2 separate regions of the Ovis aries genome follow, and region 2 is linked to region 1. The links are chromatin contacts, called in public Hi-C maps. All regions are on one chromosome and are shown on one strand. Each heading gives the region's core, a stretch centred on a gene start, on an enhancer-like site or on the middle of the called end of the contact. The rest is flanking DNA. Distances are from core to core; before and after follow the strand shown.

The links. Hi-C and Micro-C count contacts between places; a contact is called where the count stands out from the background.
Region 2: a Hi-C map of hypothalamus shows a contact between it and region 1, with 3 times the contacts expected there. The contact joins two enhancer-like sites. A contact is called at or near these places in 3 of 16 Hi-C or Micro-C datasets (hypothalamus, skin fibroblasts and tail adipose tissue).

What each region holds. Positions count from the first base shown.
Region 1 is chr5:60,540,214-60,543,687 of ARS-UI_Ramb_v3.0, forward strand. The region is part of intron 11 of SLC36A1 (solute carrier family 36 member 1); the gene reads left to right. FAT2 (FAT atypical cadherin 2) reads right to left here. Exons shown (of 24, transcript XM_042251000.1): 3 at 2,721-3,035. Among named protein-coding and RNA genes, the nearest start is that of FAT2, 28 kb to the right of the region's middle. Within about 2 kb of position 1,953, at least 12 of the 54 cell types and tissues checked have an H3K27ac peak or open chromatin away from gene starts, as enhancers often do. A contact at or near this core is called in hypothalamus, where this site is marked.
Region 2 is chr5:60,714,730-60,718,066 of ARS-UI_Ramb_v3.0, forward strand. ATOX1 (antioxidant 1 copper chaperone) reads right to left here. Exons shown (of 4, transcript NM_001009429.1): 4 at 1,352-1,491. Among named protein-coding and RNA genes, the nearest start is that of ATOX1, 18 kb to the right of the region's middle. Within about 2 kb of position 1,517, at least 16 of the 54 cell types and tissues checked have an H3K27ac peak or open chromatin away from gene starts, as enhancers often do. A contact at or near this core is called in hypothalamus, where this site is marked.

The DNA.
Region 1 (3,474 bases), core at 703-3,202:
AATTGCTGCTGGACCCCCTGGACCATTGCCCCTGTGCTCCTCCACATCCCCCTCTCTGAGGTTGGTATGAAGTCTTAGATGGGAGTAAGGCCGTTAGCAGAGAAAACTGGGGAAATCTGAATGAAATCTGTAATTTCCTGAATTCCCTTGCACCAGTATTAATTCTTAGTGTTGACACATACACTGTGTTAATATTAGGGGAAGCTGAGTGACCGGTGTATGAGAACTCTCTTTGCAGCTCTCCTGTAAGTCTATGATTATTTCACCATTAAAGAAGAAGAAAAAAGTTTTTTAAAAAATAAAGAGAAAATGGACCTACTTGCTCTGTCTTCAGCAAGTCTTGGGTCTTCTCCTCCTGGCTGCTGCTTCCATAACCATTTTTACCCAAGTGCCCGCCCAGCCTGCTGCCTGTCAGAATCTTCCCTGCCTGCTGTCCCATGAAGCCATTGCTGGTCCACTATACTGAGCAGCTTCCTCTCTCCTCGAAAGTCACAGCCTCGCATCTACTCATCTTTTACAATGTTGTACTCTTTACACCGGTTCTACAGCTCTTTTTGTATCCAAATCTTTATACTCCTCATGGATTGGGTTCCTCAAGGCCTGAAACTGTGTCTTTTTCTTCTTCCCCTCTCCATAGCACTTAACTTAAATGCCTTATAAAGACAGACACCTTCAAACATTTGCAGAATAAATGAATCTCGGGCGTAACCAATGATTGTGGATGCTGGCAGAGATTCATTCATTCATTTCCTCATTATTTGTTGAGGTTCTATTCTGTGCCAGGCCTTGATATTATAGTTTTCAAAAAACAGTCAAAGTTCCTTTTCTGGAAAGCTTGTTGAAGTCTAGTGAAGTATGTGGATAATTGATGGAATAATCCACAGATGACTCTAATGTTCTATGTGATAGCGTGTTTTTTAAAAGTAGATGCTGCTGGGAGGTGTATTATAGTGTTAAAAAAAAAAAAAAAACTTCTTTAAGAAAAGAACAGCTGAGCTAAGATCTGAAAGAAAAGCAGGAGTTACCTTGAAAAAGGAGAGGAGACCCCTGGCAGAAGGAAAAGCTTGTGCAAAGGCCTTGTGCCAGGAGAGGGCGTGCGTGGACTGAGGCAGGCCACATGGTTGGAATCAGAGAGTGATGGAGTGAGAGAGGCAAGCTCATGGGACGTGACAGGGCTTGGCTTTATCTTAAGGGCATAGGGAAACCAGCCAAGGGATCCAGGTATGGAATTAGGACAATCTAAGGGATAAGAAAGGTAGGCGGGGGTGGGGGGAGGGGTCATTGCTGGATTTATTTTATTTTTAAATGTTCATGCTGATAAGAATTTCTGAAGGAAGGAAGAATTTCTGACTGAAGGAAGACTAAGCATCTCTGCCCTCTGGGGCATTTTGCCAGACCTGGTGTCAGGGAACTGTTGACAGTAAACACAGCAGGGATTTGGGAGAGGTAGAGAACCTATTACCTTAGGTGAGAGATGTCTTGCTTCCAAAAAGGGAGGGGCCGAGTGGGCCCAGGCAGAGAGCCAGCTTGGGAAAAGCATTCTCCTTCCAGGAAGACTAATCCATGCCCCAAGGTCAAAGGTGCCAAACAGATGTCACAGGGCACTTATGTCTCCCACCCGCTGTCTGCCTCAGGACCCCCAGGTCCTTGCTTTTCCTGACTCCCTTTTGCCTTAAGGATCATGAAGGAAGCTGCTGCTAGCTCTCCCCCATGCCCCTACCTCGCCACCTGCCTTTTTCCAATCTTGCCAGACTTCTGTCCTTCAAGGACAAGAGTCAGTGGTTGGAGCTGGAGAATGGGAAGTTGGGTTGGAAGGCAAGAATGTCAGCATTCTCTGCAATAGCATTGTTGTTCATGGTCCAGAGGGACACAAGGCCTTGGAGCTGTGCCTGCAGCCATGGGAACTGGCTCTCATTCTTCTGGGAGCCAGGCAGGCAGCATAAATGCAGGAAGCAGGCGGGAGTGAGGAGAGGAGAGAGGACACGCCTGCCTTACACAGGGAGCTGCTGTTGGCTCAGGTGGTTGTGGCGCTGCGGGATGTGCAGTTGGCATAGCTAGATCTTCTAGCTGCAGAAGCCTGGAACATTTTGTGAGCTTTGCTCATTTTTAAATGTTGGCAACAACTTGAAAATTATTGTTTAAAGCTTGTGCAGGCCAAACAGAACACTGCTGTGGACTGTATCTGGCTCACTGCTGCAAGTTGTTGACCTCTAGATTCCTCTGAACCATCCTAGATGGGCTGGGTTGAGGAGAGATCTTTGTGAGATTGTTGACTCCTCTGAAGTGGATCTCTATCACCACCATGCCATGGACAGGCTTGAGATCAGTTTGAAACTAGAGTTAAGAGACTCAGCCTGTGGCTTGTGATTCTGGGGAATGGTCATGTTGGGAACACTGGCAGGGTTGAAATAGTCCCAACTTGACAACATGGAAAACCTGCTTGGCTTCCCTAGGCCCCAAGGAAAGAAAACGGACATATTCTTATTCTTCCATAGAGATGGGCTTTGATGAAGTGCAGTTCTCAAACACAGCACACATCAAAATCCTCTGCATGTCTTATTAAAATACAGATTTCTGATTCAGTAGGTCTAAGGTGGAGCCTGAGAACTTGACCTACTAGCAGGTTCATATGTGACACTCACGATGCCAATCTTCAGATCACAACTTTGAGAAGCACTGCTGTAGAGAATCCTATTCACCCAGGTTTCTGAGGTCCTTACCTGTGAGAGGATGAAGGACAAAGAATCCCATATGGTTCCCGCTGGTGATATTGAAGGTCAGTTTCCCTTTGGAGCTGGAGTCAGGGTCCCAGGCATCCAGCTGAAGCACAGAGGTGTGCAACGGCGCATCCTCCCGGACGGAGGGGTAGAACACAGGTCTGGACATTTGGGGTGGGTTGTCATTGACATCCAAAACCTCAATGTAGACTTCAGTTACAGACGAGAGGGGGATGGAACCCCTGTCTACTGCCAGTACCGTCAGCCAGTAACAGGATGCAAATTCTCGGTCCAGGGGTGCCAGAGTCTGAATCATTCCTGGGGAGAGGTGATCACCAAACCCAAAGTATTTCAGAGCTCAAAGGAGCTCTAGAGATCACTTTACCTAACAGTCCTGAAACCATACCATGGAAAGGATATTAACAAGTGTTTCAGGAGAAAAGGGAACTGTGGCCTATACGGCATGGGAGCTGCTGAGTTAAACACAGGGGAGCTTGTATCCTTATTGAAGAACCTCTCAGAGCCTTTCTCTGCTAAGACAGATCCATAACTGGGGCATATGGGCACACACAGGATTTCCAGAAGGCCATAGTGTTTGATCTGCTTTCTCCTGACTACTTCAACCCAAGTCCAATTTATTTATTTCACATTCTCTAGGTGGGATTTCCATACTTTGTTCCTTACAGTGGTTCCTTCCTTATAGATACTAATTCAAGGGCGAGGGATTTGATGAATAAATTGCTGTTCCCCTCTCCAT
Region 2 (3,337 bases), core at 267-2,766, 170 kb after region 1:
GAAATGGTCTTCATCTCCATGGATGGTCAAAGCCAATGAAGAGCGCCATCTTGTGGCCAAGACACCTAGATACCTTGAAGGCTGGGAGAGGCCCTGTGCCCCTAAGGGACCACAGAGGCAGAAATGGATGAGACTTGTTTTAAAACTCTCATAATGGGGCCAGAATTACACCAGCACACAGTTTAGAGCTGGCAGAGTTTTACTTAAGGCCCCTGAGGTGCAGATATTGTGCACTGCACGGACGAGGAAACTGCTTCTGGGAGAGATGAGGTGACTGGTCCAAGGTCACAGGTGGCTGAAGGCAGAGCCAGGTCTCATCCCAGGTCACTGATCAAAGCAGTGATGTGGTTCCCAAGACTTTTCAGTAGGAATGCCAGGTCAAAACTGCTCCCACCAGATGCCTTTTTTTTCTTTCTCTTACAATCACGCAGTGAAGTTTCCAGGATCTAAAGGCTGTGCGATGACCTCATCTCGCCCCAATGGCTCATGGGAGATGTGCTTATGTATTCTTGCGTTTCAAACATTTGTTTTAATTTCTAACATGGCATAACCCACATAACCATAAACTCTTTGAGACACTCAGAAATGTTCAAGCATGTAAAAGGGTCCTGAGATCAAATAGTCTGAGAGCTGCCGCTTTAAAGTATTTTTAAAAAGTAAATAAAGCTATACAAATGAAAACATCCCCTTTGTTTTGATATAACTGAATCAACTCCGTGAGGCATTAACTTTTAGGTCGACTGGGATTCTAGTTGCCATCTCTATAGATATTTGATTAATTAAATACACACCAAAAAAATGTACGTGAATAGAGAATGTTTACTGAGTGATTTCTAACTGGCAAGCACTCTCTAAGTGATTTACATGAGTCATTTAATCCCCACAACCACCATTTGCAAGAGATGCTGTTACATTTTATGCCTGTGGACATCAAGAGATTACTGGGAGATGTGGAGCTTAGACTCTATCCCAGACAGTCTCTCTCTTCCCATTATTATGATACACAAGCACATCTTCCCATTATTATTCCCACTACCATACAATTTTACGTCCCTTAAATGCATTCACTTGACAGACAAAAGTTTTTCAACATATGGAGTCTAAGAAAGTAGTGAAAAGAAACAGGATCACCAACCTAACCCAACACCTTCACTTACAGATGAGGAAAAGTGAGGCCCAGAGAGGGTAAGTGATCTGCAAAAGCTCACACAGCCAAGATTCAGGATCCACTGGACCTGGGAGCTGTCAGAACGCCAACCCGAGGAAGCACTGTAGTTATTTCCTTCACAGCAACATGTGAGCGGCACAGCACAGCACGTAAGCAAGTGACAAGACCAGGCGAGAGACAGTATCGCCAGCAAAATCGGCTTGACTTTATTGCAGGGAAGCTACAGAGGAGCAGGGCAAGTGACGGTCTCCGCAGGAACTACCATTGCTGAGCGGGATTGCCAGGTCCTAGGTCTGTCTGGAAGGCAGGAGAGGATCAGCGTCCTGGAAGAAATGAGACGTGAGGTGGAACACTGGTGCCATCTGCTGTGCACATGGAGACACTACAGAAGCAGTAAAGATTCACTAAGAGGCAGTTGCAGGGCGGGAAGTGGGAAACCCATGTGCTGAGTAGGACTAAGAACCCCATGTCCAGGCCTGCACACCGCTCCTACAAGAATGCCTTGACCTTGCTAAGCCGATCACTGCTGAAGCCCTCTTCCAGGCTCTCCCAGGGCTGCTGGAGCTCTTCCTCTGTCTTGTTTCAACTTATACTGGGATGGCAACAGAAAAAAGCCATGAGCAAACAAATCTGCTAAGAGCCAGATGATCAAGGAGACCTCATAACCAATAAACATTCATCGTCTGGTTCCTGAACCTGGCTTCGAATCAGTCACTGGGGAGCCTCTTAAAACAGATTCAGGGACAGATGCTGCCTGGTGTGTGGGAGTAAAACTGGCTTGATCAGTGATCCTCACCCAGCACTGTGGCATGAACCTCCAGGAGCCCCTTCATACTACACATCGTTACTGACAGGTGTGCAGACCAAACTCTATGATGCCTGAATTTGCTGTGAATACAGGGGTGGTGAGAGTGGGCCATGGATGAAATGATGCCAATGACTCGATAACTGATCTGGGAGGTGGGCATGTGGAGATTCATTTTACGACTCTACTTGTATAGTTTTGACAGTTCCTATAATTTTAAAAAAAAAGCTAAAATAGATAAATTAGTGAAAACTACTATGAGAACTATCTAGTCATTGAAAGGAATGAAGTACTTATACATGCTAAGCTTGAGTGAATCCTGAAAACATTATGCTGAGTGAAAGAAGCCAGACACAAAAGGTCACGTAATGTTTCCTTTTATAGGAAACATCCAGAATAGGTGAGTCCAGAAGGGCAGAAAGCAGACTTGTGGTTGCCAGGGGACGGAGAGAGGAGGCAGTGGGGAATGAGTGTGAGCTTAAATGGGTACAGGGAGTCTTCCCAGTGGGATGAAAGTTTTGAAATTAGAGTGGCGGTACAACACTCTGGACACACTGTAAAGGCCCATGAGTGGCACATATGACAATGGTCAGCTGAACGTTATGAGAATTTAATCTCAATTTAAACAGAAGAGCCTACTATGAGAAAAAACACACATTAAGCTATACATGGTTTACAACTGGCAGGTATTTTTATTTATTCGTTTGGCTGTGTTGGGCTGTCTTGGTTGCAGCATGAGGGATCTAGTTCCCTGACCAGGGACTGAACTTGGGCCCCCTGCATTGGGCATGCAGACTGTTAGCCACTGAACCACTGGACCATCAGGGAAGTCTAGGTATTAATTTTTTAGTTAAAATTTACATGCTCAAGTCAGGAGTTTCCAATTCAGTGTGTCTACACTGGGGCTCCCCCATGTGTGGAGCCACTGAGTAACTTTTCCCTTCCTCCATCCATCCTTGTCATAGAGACTTTTATAAACACAATCTTATACCCAATATAAAATAGGGCTACTTAGGTTAGATGGAGGGGCCCAGGGTCCCACCCTCCCTCCCAAAACCGCAGGGACACAGGAACCCCCATGATGAACACTGGTATGGTGGAAACATTGCTCTCCCTTTAAAAAGCATCCTTCATATTCAGAGGGACGTCATAGCAACCCCCACAAGGCAGGAAAGCAAGGTAGAGGTTACAGCCCCATTTTACAGGAGGGAAGACTAGGTCTCAGGAATAAAAGAAAAATGTCCAAAGTCAGAGTGTGAACTGAGGGCAGAGCTAAAACCAGACTCCTGGAATACCGATTATTCACCCTGGGCTCATTCCTGAACATGGCTGTATCTGTGGGCAGAAAGGGGAAGAGGAGACAG